Linked DNA regions of Danio rerio: region 2 is linked to region 1. Evidence: chromatin contacts called from public Hi-C data. All regions are on one chromosome and are shown on one strand. The core of a region is the stretch at or near the end of the contact, and the rest is flanking DNA. Distances in the headings are between cores, read along the strand shown.

Evidence for each region. Hi-C and Micro-C count contacts between places; a contact is called where the count stands out from the background.
Region 2: a contact with region 1 is called in a Hi-C map of hematopoietic stem cells, with 2.8 times the contacts expected there. The contact joins the promoter of cdk6 here to the enhancer-like site in region 1. A contact is called at or near these places in 3 of 18 Hi-C or Micro-C datasets (caudal fin, hematopoietic stem cells and an unstated tissue).

Annotation. Positions count from the first base shown.
Region 1 is chr19:42,838,400-42,845,048 of GRCz12tu, forward strand. LOC141379171 (a long non-coding RNA gene) reads right to left here and starts at 5,369. Exons shown (of 3, transcript XR_012395214.1): 1 at 5,012-5,369; 2 at 4,565-4,673. Within about 2 kb of position 2,447, at least 9 of the 62 cell types and tissues checked have an H3K27ac peak or open chromatin away from gene starts, as enhancers often do.
Region 2 is chr19:42,876,618-42,883,266 of GRCz12tu, forward strand. It overlaps cdk6 (cyclin dependent kinase 6), which reads left to right and starts at 2,840. Exons shown (of 7, transcript NM_001144053.1): 1 at 2,840-3,063. The coding sequence starts at 2,840.

The DNA of each region.
Region 1 (6,649 bases), core at 1,197-3,696:
TGCTACAAAGCGTTTAACTTACTCCATTTAATTTGAAGTAATGAGGTATTTAATTAACTCATCACTTTGAACACTGAGTTTAAACTCTTTAAATGAGTAAAATTAACTTTCAGTGCATTTTGAGTTAACTACACTCAATTCAATTTATAAAGTGGACTGTTGGGTTTTACAGTGTATAACATGCAAACTCCACACAGAAATGCCAACTGACCCAGCCGAGGCTTGAACCAGCAACCTTCTTGCTGTGAGGTGACAGTGCTAACCACTGTGCCACCTTGCTGCACCTGACTAATCATAATGCATTATTATTTTTAAGCATCCTATAGAAAATATTCACTTAAAAGAGAAATCTATGATGGGTGTACTCATTTATTCTGAGTTCTGTATATATGATAAGTTACATTAAAAGGCTTAACAAGGTTAATAAGGTGAACTAGGCAGGTTAGGGTAATTAGTCAAGTTATTGTATAACGATGGTTTATTGTTAACGAGGGTAAAGGGGCTAATAGCTCTAGATTAATAGATAATAGCTCATAGCTCTGTTAAAAATCATTTGGGAAATATTTAAAAAAGAAAATCAAAATCAAAAGGGGGCTAATAATTCTGACTTCAACTATATATATATATATATATATATATATATATATATATATATATATATATATATATATATATATATATATATATATATATATATATAAAGTTTTAAATAAAGTCTGTGATGCTCAAATCTTTATTTATTTCATCAAAAACTTAAACTCTTAATGGTCTTTTTTCCCAGCTCACTTTATTTTTTGCCATTTATTTAGAATAAAAACTTTATTAAATACTTTCATATGTGCTGTTTATTCACATTTGTTTTTATATATGCATATGGACAAGTTTCAACCAAAACTGCAGACTTTATGACTCATGACTTAAACGACAGGTCAAGTTTTATTGTCAAGATCATAAAAATATCAATTTGTCATCATAAGAAAACATTCATGACAAGATCTTAAGATCACAAAGCTGGCAGGCTAAATAAAGAGAAGAACAGTGTAAATATATGGGTATTAGAAACAGCATGCTTTACTCAATGTGTTGTTTTACAGTTGCTTTCAAATATTTTGTTAAATGTTGACATTTCTGAGTGACTTTAAACCAAATGCTTTTCTTGTATTTCTAGCAAAATTATAATCTGATAATATAGAAATTGATTTTCTTTAGGCTGTAATGGATGGTAGCATGTGGTATTTATTATTACCGCAACAAAACGTGGTAGAAGTTAGTTTGTCCAAAACTGTTCCTCTTTTACAAGGTCTCATCATTTTGTTATGTTCACATTATCAAGTGTGCAAAATCTCTGTAGATTTATTATGGAGTTATTATAGAGGCACCTTGTGGTCAAAAATTGTAATTACACCCCTTTTAACAGCTTTTTATGATTTGTCGTCTATTTCCTTGTTATCCTGGGTAAGATCATCTCGTGTCAGATGTAAATTTTTTTGGACCAACTTCTCTGACTGCATTCAATGGAAGAGAGCATGGTTATTACCCTAAAAATTCAGCATATCCAACAAAATAAGGGAAATACATTTTAAGATATTGCATAAAGTTTATCGTACAAATTCCCAAATTGCTAATTATTTTGAAATATCTAATTTGTGTACTTTCTGCAATATACATGAAGAGACTTTATTTCACTTATTCTATAGTTGCTCTCACATTAAACATCTTTGGAATGACATTATTTTTTTATTTATCATCCATTTTTAAGTATAATTTAAATTTGTCTATAAAAGATATATTTCTGTATTTCTCGGATGATGATCATGCTCTCGATCTTATTGTAAATTTTTTTGTGTTACTCTGTAAATTTTTTATACACAAAAATAAGTTTCTAAAAACAATAGCTATTTTTAATACTTTCCTTTGTTGAATCTCTTAAGCTTATTAATAATAATAAGAATAATAAGTTTCTTAAAGCTTATGACAATCTTTTTTCTTAATGATTGAGGCTGTTTATTTTTTTTTCTCTGTCTTCTTTCTTATTTTATGTTATTGTATTTTCTATTCAATGCAGTGATGTTATTATTCTTGTATTCAATAAATAAATAAATAAAAAAGATACCGCCAATGACAAATATATATATATATATATATAAAAAGATCATCTCGTGTCTCCTCCATATATCAGTCTGTGTCTCCAATCTTTAACCGCAAGAGGGCGCTACAGAACCACTATATATGACTGCTGTTTGTTGAGATCTAGTTTGTTTTTCACAATACAACAGGTCATTTGCTGTTTATTGACAGAAAGGTACACTTTTAGGTATGTGAGTGCTTGTATTAGCATTAATGTTGTAATAATTTTCTGTGTTTCTTTTGCAGTGTTTGCACACATTGACACTTGTCTGGATGGCTGGTTTTCTGAACTGACACTGTGCAGGATGGAAAGATGCTGCCTGAGCCAAAAGAGGCTGGATGGAGGCCACGGTGACTCTGAGGAACCAGTGTCCCGTCTGAACCCACACACATGAACATGAGGTACTGCTTATGTGTAGAATTGTTGTGTGAGAGAGATGTTGTGTTTAGCAGGTATACAGAGCAGTGGACATTATATGAAGATGTCTGATCACCGTAAATGTGCAGATTACTTGTCAGAAGGAATGCTGTGAGATGACAGCACTACCCACTGCGAATAATGCATGCATGATATAGCATTTCTTTACTGAATGAATATCTGATACCTAAATTCTCAGTTTAAGGAATGAGCTTGGCGTTATATCCAATTTGATATTTTATATTTCAGACAGAACAGTTTAGATTTTATCAGGCTTGACATAAAAATAATTATCCACTTATAAGCCCAAAATGTAACATTACTGCATCATAGGACTTGTAGGTCATCTTGGACAAAAGCGTCTGCTAAATGACTAAATGTAAATGTATATTAAGACCTAATAACAGTACAGATAATAAAAAAATATATTGTGTTTGGGGCCATTTCAAAAAAAAAAAAAAAAAAAAAATATATATATATATATATATATATATATATATATATATATATATATATATATATATATATATATACAATTGATGTCAGAATTCTTAGCTCCCCTTTGATTTTCTTTTGTAAATATTTCTACAAAGCAAGGAAATTTTCACAGTATGTCTGATAAAAGTTTTTCTTAATAAGAGCAGTTATTAATTTTTTAATATGGTTTTATTTATATGGACCATTTTAAGGTCAAGGGCGACGCAGTGAAGCAGTAGGTTGTGCTCAGGGCGGGCACATCCATAGAGACGACCTAGGCGGCCGCCTAGGGCGGCAGAATAGAGAGGGCGGTGTCCGCGATACTACCCTCACCACCTGCGCCCTCCTAATATCCGCGACTAATAGAGAGGGCGGCGTCCCAGACACTACCCTCACCACCCGCGCCCTCAGTTATATCCACGACTAATAGAGAGGGCGGTGTCCGCGACACGACCCTCACCACCCGCGCCCTCAGTTCGCTTCTAGGGCGGCAGGATAGAGAGGGCGGCGTCCGCGACACTACCCTCACCACCTGCGCCCTCCTAATATCCGCGAATAATAGAGAGGGTGGTGTCCGCGACAATATCCTCACCACCCGCACCCTCAGTTTTTATCCGCGTCTAGGACGATAGAATAGAGAGGGCGGCGTCCCCAACACTACCCTCACCACCTGCACCCTTCGTTATATCCGCGTCTAGGGCGACAGAATATAGAGGGTTGGGGTTGAGGGCGGCGTGACCGTCCTTTGCCTAGAACGACAGTTCAGCTTGCTCCGGCCCTGGTTGTCCTGTCGCCTCACAGAAAGAAGGTCGCAGGTTCGAGCCTTGACTGGTTCAGTTGGCTTTTCTGTGTGGAGTTTGCATGTTCTCCCTGCGTTTGCATGGGTTTCCTCCGGGTGCTCCGGCTTCCCCCACATTCCAAAGACATGCGGTACAGGTGAATTGGGTAGGCTAAATTGTCCGTAGTGTAGTACATATGCTGGATAAGTTGACGGTTATTATGAGTTATTAAAGCTATTATGATTAGAAATGTGTTGAAAAAACTCTTCTTTCCATTAAACAGAAATTGAGGACAAAAATAAACAGGGGGGCTAATAATTCAGGGGGGCTTTATACTGTATATTTTTTTCTTTAACTTCCTCAAATTACTTTCAACTAAGAATTAATCTAGTCATTCTATTCTATTCTATTCTATTCTATTCTATTCTATTCTATTCTATTCTATTCAGCTTTTAAAGGCCACACATGTGGATGTATCTAGTCAATTTAGAATAATCTTTTCTTTTTTATTCTATTTTACTCTCAAAGGCCACACATGTGGCTGTACAGAATGTAGTCAATTTAAAATACTCTTTTCTATTCTACTTTCAAAGGCCTTACAAATGGACAACAGAGGCTCATTTTAAAAAAGTAGCCCTATATTCATTACTGGAGATTGTGAATGTAGCCAAAAGTACGTATGGCTGGATTTTCGTCTTTAAAGCGAATGCTTAGGGGCGGTATGACGCTGTTCCTTTTTTATGCTTACCAGCTGACCGCTTACCTCCATATAGACGGCTTTCCGGCTGTTACCAGTTTGTCCAGTAGCTCAGCATGTACGTCGGCAGACTTGAGACACAAAGAGGAGTTGACCTCGACGATGAGGTTTGAGTCTGGCGAAGAACAGTTCCAGAAAGTCGGTAAGACAAAAACAGAAGGCAAAATATTTTAGAAATAAGTAAATAACAATAATAATTTCTTTATCTGGATTGCTTTATAAAACTGCCGGTTGGTTTTAGGGAAGTGGGTGGGCGGGTTAATTGGTGCTTTTGAAAATACTATTGGTTGGGTTTTGGGTAAGTCAGTCCTTCTGTTATTTGACAGCGGTCTCTGGTGTATTTACGCTAGAACAGCGGGTACAAATGGCGAGTGAAATTTGAGATCTCAAAAACATACACAGCCACCTCTAGTGCATTCGTGAAAACAAAACTGCAAAAAAAAAAAACCATACCTCTGGGGTACCCAGGCTCCTTTCAGATTCAGCATGTGGATATACCTAGTCAATTAAGAATATTCTATTCTATTCTACTCTACTTCAAACTCCACGCATGTGAATGTATCTAGTCAATTTTGCAGGTGAGGCTTTGCATGTCATTGCCCTACACCAGCAATAAGAGCCTGTTCTTCCAACAGAAACACATTGAAGTCCCTCCTGTCAGAGGCCAAAAGCTCCAGCTGCAGACGCTCAGCACTAACTCACACGAGGAGCCAACATCCAGACTTCAGCCCCTACAGTGCCTCTCTCTTGCGGCTAGGAAAAGGCTCCGCGCCTCTCCATTATCATTGCAGTCAGGCAATCTGGTTGGCACTTTCAGCGGTCAGTTACCCACCCGCAACGGCAGGATTTTATCCCACAACATGTGAGAGCATGAGATAATCCTCCGCCCGTCCAGTTATGACTGTACACGCGGCCCTACGCCAATGCACTACATGCTGAAGCTCCAGCCATACGTCATGTTCTGCTGGGTTTTTTTTCCTCCTACAATTTTCTGTAAATGCAGTGTTTGACTGATGGTCTGTGGCGAAGTTTCAGTGAATGTACTTAGTCATGCCTGAAGCTGCATGGTTTACATTTTCACACTATAAGAGGTTGCATTTTTCCATTCCTCTGCGCTACTTTCCCATTGTTTTTGGGTTAGGCAGAATTTGTAGTGTTTCAAGTTCCACACGTTTTGAGATCTCACATTTTTTTCCCAAATGCACAGCCCACGTCTCACCTTTTTCAGCTAGAAAATATGTTGTAAATACCCCCTAACCCTGCTCTAAAATGTGCACAAGAGACAAACATACATAAACTAAATATTTTATTAGATTAACAAAATCCATCAAAAACCAATCAAACCTGTTAAAAAGTTCAAAAGAAAAGCTGCATCCATTGTGACATTTTTCAGATCTTTTTGCACTTGTCTGAAAAATATTACAACAGGCACCTCCATGTCAAAACCACATCAAACTGACATCTAACATTGCCATCAAAAATTGATCATAGGACAGTCCTTTAACCGTTTTTTGATGCCAGTGTTAGATGTCAGTTTGGTCGTTTTGACATTAAGGTAGTTTACATGCATTGTAGAGAAACAAAATCCAGTGTAAATTTGTAATTTCCTTTAGATTTGAATACTTTTTTGTCGTTATTTTAATGTTTGATGTGAGGCTTGATGTCAATTTGATGCTTTTGATCCTTATTTTTCCGGATTTAGATGTTTTAATTGTCATAGTTTCTAAAACTCTCTTTTTTCCTTTTCTTTTGCTGCTAGTTCAGGATGAATCTAATGGAGTCTTTGTTTGCCTTCACTTGGTCTACATAGCATCATGAAGGTAAAATATGTGTAACAACTTTGTCAGCAGAGCACATAGAGATATTAAAAAGCAAAAGTTGACAGACATGTAGAAAATCTTATGTTTTACTAAATGCATTGATTAGACAAACGTTCTCAATCATGCTGGGTTGTTTCAACATAAAGTTTTGTAAAAAATGAACAAACCTAGCAACTGGGTAAAATTTTGATTAAAATCTTATCGACCAGTTGGCTTTTTCCATGTTTACCCAAGTTTTGTTGAAACAGTTTTTTAAATGAGAGGGATTGCT
Region 2 (6,649 bases), core at 1,590-4,089, 39 kb after region 1:
ATTAACATGCTTCAGCATATACCCTGTCCGCTTGTTAAGTGTGGCGTCACGCGAAGCGGCTTCCGGCCCCAACTGAATGGGGAGATTCATGAAATGGTAATAATAAACGTTTACAAAGCGATTTAAGGCTTTCGAAAATCAAGATCGCAGTATAAATGTCCATGCCTAATATCCGATAGACAGAAAGTGATGAATTTTTTATAAATTGTTCAAATGTTGGTATTTGTTATGCAGCAAGCCCAGAGATTGTTATGTACACTATGATTTTATATACAATTAACTTTCATGTGTGATAGGAATAAAATGTGATCATAAACGAATGATTTCTCCACTCAAATGAGTGGCGGCTTGGACCCGGAAACAGTATAAATACGTCAGTAACACGTCACCACTTAACAAGCGGATACTCAGTACTCTTGAGTACTTGACTACTTTTTACCCATACTTTGAGTAATATTTACAACAGGTACTTTTAATACTTGCACTAAATTTTAGGCAAGTAATGGTACTCTTTCCACCACAGATGATTACTTCTATTGTCAACATTTCCGTCTCTTAAAGCAACTACAAATCCTCTAACCAGGCAGCTGGACTAACACAATTCCTTCATGTTGTCCCAACACAAAACGGTTAAGTTGGCCTAATGGTTTACAAATTTAAGTGGAATAAACATAAAACAAATAAACTGGCCAAAAAATTGACAAGAATTGTGTTGTTTCAGCTCATTTTAAATAACTAGTTTGAACAAGCTGCATTAATATTTACAAGAGACGCTCACGATTCAATGAGTGCACTTATTGATTATTATTAATTTCCATAAAACTTTTCGCAGAAGCCTTCACATCCAATAACCTTCCGCGTCCCGGCTCTATCTCTCTCCCTCTCTTTCTATCCCCCCGGTGTGATCCCGTTTTGACACCGAGACAAAAACAAAAAAGCAGTATGAATGGTGTGCAGATCGAGCAGGCAGGGAGAAAGCAAGAGGAGGCGGTGAGTCTTTGTAGTCTACGAGGAATGCGGAAACGCTCCTGCTCTGTGTCAAACTGCTCTGAAGGGGGTCAAGCCACATTCAGCCAGCGTGGGAAAGCGAGGAGGGGACCGAACACACACACACACACACACGCCGCGTATTCCTGCAAAACTTCCAGGGGGAGCGGATCGATGAAAATCACTCGCTTATTTTGCATGCATGCATTCGGCTCTACTCAAGACGGGCTGATCGGACGATCTTTCACTTGATCCCCTGTGCCGTTTGGTGCTGCCGGAGATGGGGCTTATTCGCGCGTGCACCATCCGACTACCTGTGTGGCCCGTGGCGCGGACGCTGCATGAGCTGTGATGCGTGTGGAGACGCAGGGAAAGTTGCTGAAGTTTATGAATGACGCGACTCTCCGGGCGGAATAAGCACCAACCGGGTAACTATACTGACCATTCACGCGTTTTTGCAGTTTTTTTGCGTGGGTTGTTAGAGTTGCGCGTTCACGTGGATGGGAATAATGTGGGCGCTTTTGGTTGCGTTTATGGATATGCGCACTGCTAAAACAATGCAATCAGTAGACAACCACGTGCTCAAGGCTGTGTGGCACAAAGAGGAGCAGGGGTTGTCAGTAGGAAACTCTGAACCGTTTGGGTTTTATTGACAATGTGGGGCATGTTTTATATTTTTATCGGTTGGTTTTGAGAGAGTTATGATGTCGGAAGCCTATTTTTGACATACCTGTAATCTCTATAGGTTAACCATGCGAATATGTTGAGTTATTTAGAAAATAATAAGGCCTAATAATAATAATAAATCCTCATTTAAGACTTTTTATTACCACTTTACATTACAACTTTTAACTTGGTTGTTGTCAAATGTCTTTATAAATTTTCATAGGTTTAAATTTAAATACTAATATATTTAATTTGAAATATTTTGGTTATTAAAATAAAATAATAAACAACTACAACAAAATGGTACAACTGTGCTGAAGCTGTAAAATATTGTTTTATTTATGTTTTGTATTCTGTATGATTTATTTACAGTTGTTTAAAGTTGGGAATTAATATTTTATTTAAATGTCAGTGTGGTCTAACCAACTTTGCAGGAAGCCATTTTGTTGTTACAAAAAAAGCTATAAAAAAAAAGGAAATGATGTCACAGAGGGTCCCATGTAGATCCCACTGATCTAGAACAGACCATCATAATTGAGTCAATGTCATTAATTTATAATAAACAGATTATATTGTCTTTTTGAATAAAAATATTGAATAAGTTAACTAAATTAGTCATAATCATGACTAAAATTGTATTTAAAATACTATATATATATATATATATATATATATATATATATATATATATATATATATATATAGTGTCACAAGTAATTTTGCTAGGTGGTTGCACCACTTGACTTGACATTTTAGCCCAAGATGCTTTCCATGTCATATAAAATGTATGAAGTATACAAAGCCTGAAAGCACGTGTGCTTTAACAAGACCTTTTAATGATTTCAGGACACCATCATTTCTCATATTCTCCCACACTTTATTACTGTGCACTCCAGATGTTGATATATTAACAAGCCTATCTGTGATATTTGGCCATAAAAGCGGCGGAGTTAGCTTTGTGTATGTTGTATTTATGATTTAAGGACTATGTACGTTATCTTCAAGCCCTAGATAAGATTTGATTTAGCTCTGATCACATTTGTGTTTACCTCTGCCTCTTTTGTGCTCGCGCTCTACAGGCAGTGCACGTGCCAGCGCCGCGCTCCCAATAATGCCTTTGTGAAATATCCGCGCGCGCTCGTCACGTTTCGGGATTCCCCGCAGATCCTCGCTGTGAAAAAAAAACATGGACAAAGAGAGCTCGACCCAGCAATATGAGCCGGTGGCTGAGATCGGCGAAGGTGCATATGGGAAGGTGTACAAGGCTCGGGATTTGAAGAACGGGGGCCGGTTTGTGGCCCTGAAAAGAGTCCGGGTGCAGACTGAGGAAGAGGGAATGCCGCTGTCCACCATCCGCGAGGTGGCGGTGCTGAGGCAGCTCGAGTCCTTTGAGCATCCAAATGTTGTCAGGTAAAAAAAAATCATAATAAAAGGAGGAATGGTGGTTCTGTTGATTAAGGATGTGTATTTGATGTTTGTACATGTCTTAGGTTTGTTTATAGGTGATAATTCCTCTTGCAGTTATAGAAAACATCACAGAAGTTATAAAGGTTTACACTACAAATAGCCTACTGTTAACACAAAAGAAACAATCACATTTGAACCATTAAAACTAGTATATTTGTTATGCTTTTTAATATGTTTTGTGACCAGTTCCATTAGGTATTATCTTAGACCAATGGAGACCCAAAGGACAATTATGGCTTTCATTAAAACCAATACAGTTTCCACTTTAACCATCAAAACCATTACATTTTAATGTTTTCATGCGTTTTCTTACATATTCCATTGGGAATTATTGTAGAGACCCCAATCACCATCATTTAAATGGAGTTAACTTGTTAATAAAGGATCAGCGGCGGAACCAAGTCTCACTTTGTCTCCTTAACCAATCACCTACTCCCTTAAACTTATTTAAGGAAGACCATCCCACTAGCACTGTTCTTCTCGGTTTTTAAACCCACCCTCTCTCCCTTCAATTAATCGCTTCCCATTCACAATCCTATAACCCTCTTTACTCCTACATGTAAGTTGAATCGGGGCTTTTAGATTAGATTAGATTCAACATTATTTTCATTACACATGTACAAGTACAATGCAACGATATGCAGTTTAGGTCTAACCAGCAGTGCAATAGCAGCAAGTGCAGGATACAGGTAAACGTTTTACCTGTTTAAGTGCAGTTATAGAAAAACTATGGTGATATTTACAGATGGATGTACTATGAACATTATACAGGTTGTACCCTCCTGTTTACCAGACATCCTCTTACTCCTGTTCCTTTTCATCCCACTGCTCTTCTTCTATCACTTTTATCCCTACATCCCTACAGTTAAGTCTAGCTTAAAATTTGGCGTGGGCCATGCTGGTTAAAACTTAACAATTTCCATTTTAACGATGGACGCCAGTACTTATTAATGAATTCTGATGTGTTTTGTTACATATTTCTTTTGGAATTATTGTAGAGACCAGTAATGACCTAAATGGCCATTATGGCTTACATTAAATCTAATACAGTTTTCATTTTAACCATCAAAACCAGTAGGTAATGTTTTCTAATGTGTTTTCTTACGTAATCCATTGACCAATCATGACCCATCATGCTTTCAATTTAAAACCAATACGATTTCTGTTTTAACAATCGAAAACAGTACTTTTTAATTAATCCCATTGTGTTCTGTTATATATTCCATTAGGAATTATTGTAGAGACCCAAATGATCATTATGGTTTCCATTAAATACAAAACAATTTTCATTTACACTATCAGAACCAGTAATTTTTGATAAATTCTATTGGGTTTTGTTATATATTTCACTGTGAATTATTGTAGTGACCAGAAGAGACCCAAATAATCATTATGGTTTCCAATAAATCCAATACAATTTCCATTTTAGCAATTAAAACCAGTACTTTTTAATGAATTCTAATATGTTTTGTTACGTATTCCATTGGGAATTCTTGTAGAGACCCAAATGACCATTATAGTTTCATTAAAACCAATACAATTTCCATTTTAATGATCAAAACCAGTACTTTTTAATGAATTCCAATGTGTAATATTCCTTTAGGATTTATTGTTTTTTGGCATGCCATCAATAAAAGACGAATAAATTACAAGTAAAAAGCCAAAGAACCATTATGTTTTCCATTAAAACAGATACAGTTTTTCTAATATATTCATAAAAACTCCTACAAATCCAATGACGACTTTCATAGGATTGCAGAAAGACAAGTCAAAATATAATGTTAATTATAAAGTCAACCCAGTGCTAAAAGGACTGAGACTAAATGCTGGTGTTTTTAAGAAAAGCCTGATGCTATAATGAAAACAGCATTATTCCTCATATCGCAAGTTTCATTTCCTGCACCTTTCTCCGGCCCTCAATATTTTTAATACGACTGCTGACATATCCTTTTCCTGATATCAGAGGTTATTGAACATGAAATCCTGTCCCCGTCAGTCATTAAAAATGTTTGGGCATGTTACGTTCACCTCTAATCTGCAGGAGATCTGAGAAATGTTGGCAGCTATCAAACATTCCTACCCATAAAAAAAGAAAGCTTTCCTAAAATGATCCATAACTAAAGCAATAGGCATGATAAGTTGTTTGGTGAACAATTAGTAAAGACACAAGTCACGCCTGTGATTTCCTGCCACATCATTTCAAACTCATCGACCCCTGTTGAAGGGACGTCCCCTAAGATCTTCGAGAAACTCAAGATGCTTCTTTTAGTTGAAGATGACTGCATACATTTGGTGAATTTGCCTCCATTGGCGGATTTTTGTTGTACCACACAGTTTCCAGTTACTCAAATAACTCAAGTGTAGAGAGTTCATTATTCAAATCTTAATAATCCAATAGAAAATGTCAATCTTAATCAAGACAGGTTGCATTACAGTGGCTGCCATACTAAATCACACACAAAAAAATGCAGTTCTCCACAAAAAAGATGACCATTTTGTTTTATACTTTTTAAAAACTGCTTGGATATGCACATAAATAGACTATAATAATAAAAAAACTAATGTTTTAAAATCTATACAAAAAAAGAGATGTTCATTATAAAGTTTCCAGTCTTGTTTAGTGGAAATAACTGCTAAAGTCATCATCTAGATCAAGCTAGATCTTGACATTGTATAATGTCATATTGCACAATTTTCCTACGTGTTGCTTCCTTGCTAGAAAGCAAAAATATCACAAAATTTCCACACAGATGGTGTGAATGACAATAGCAATTGATCAGAATAAAGCAGTGAGTTGTTTTCAGATATAACTGCTGTTTTCAGCTAAAAAAAATCCCTTTTGGCAATTCTTTTACACAACAACATGCAAATGGATTTCAGAAAGTTGTTTCAGTATCATCTTTGTGCGACTTGTAAAACCTTTTTAAGCATTATGTTCATACATCAGTCTATAGGCATGCGCATGTACAACCAAAACAACAATGGTGGATTACAGGGATGTAGTTTCTTTACAAATTGAAATCACCAACTACTGGCTTGGCATGCATAATACAGTCCTCCTAGTTGTTTTTTGTGGGTCATTTATATGCAAATCAAACCTTTTCTGTGTTAAATAAACGCACACTTAATGCATATACAATAATTACAATATCTACTCTTCATTAAAGTAATTGAATTTGTTTTTTTTTCATGTGAGCATATGCCATATTGATGACAGTATATGTAGCTATACCTGTTAATCACAGATCAATCACATTTTATTCACCAAAACCAATACAATTGTAATACTTTCTAGTGTGTGTTGTGACATATTCCATTAGGATTTAAGGTAGAGTCCAATAGAGATCCAAAGGACCATTATGGTTTCCACTTTAACCATCAAAACGATTACATGTTAATGGTTTCTAATGTGTTTTGTTGCACATTCCATTGGGAATTATTGTAGAAACCCAAATGATCATCATAGTTTTCATTTAAATCAATAATATTTTTAGATTTAACAATCAAAACCAGTACTTTTTAATGTATT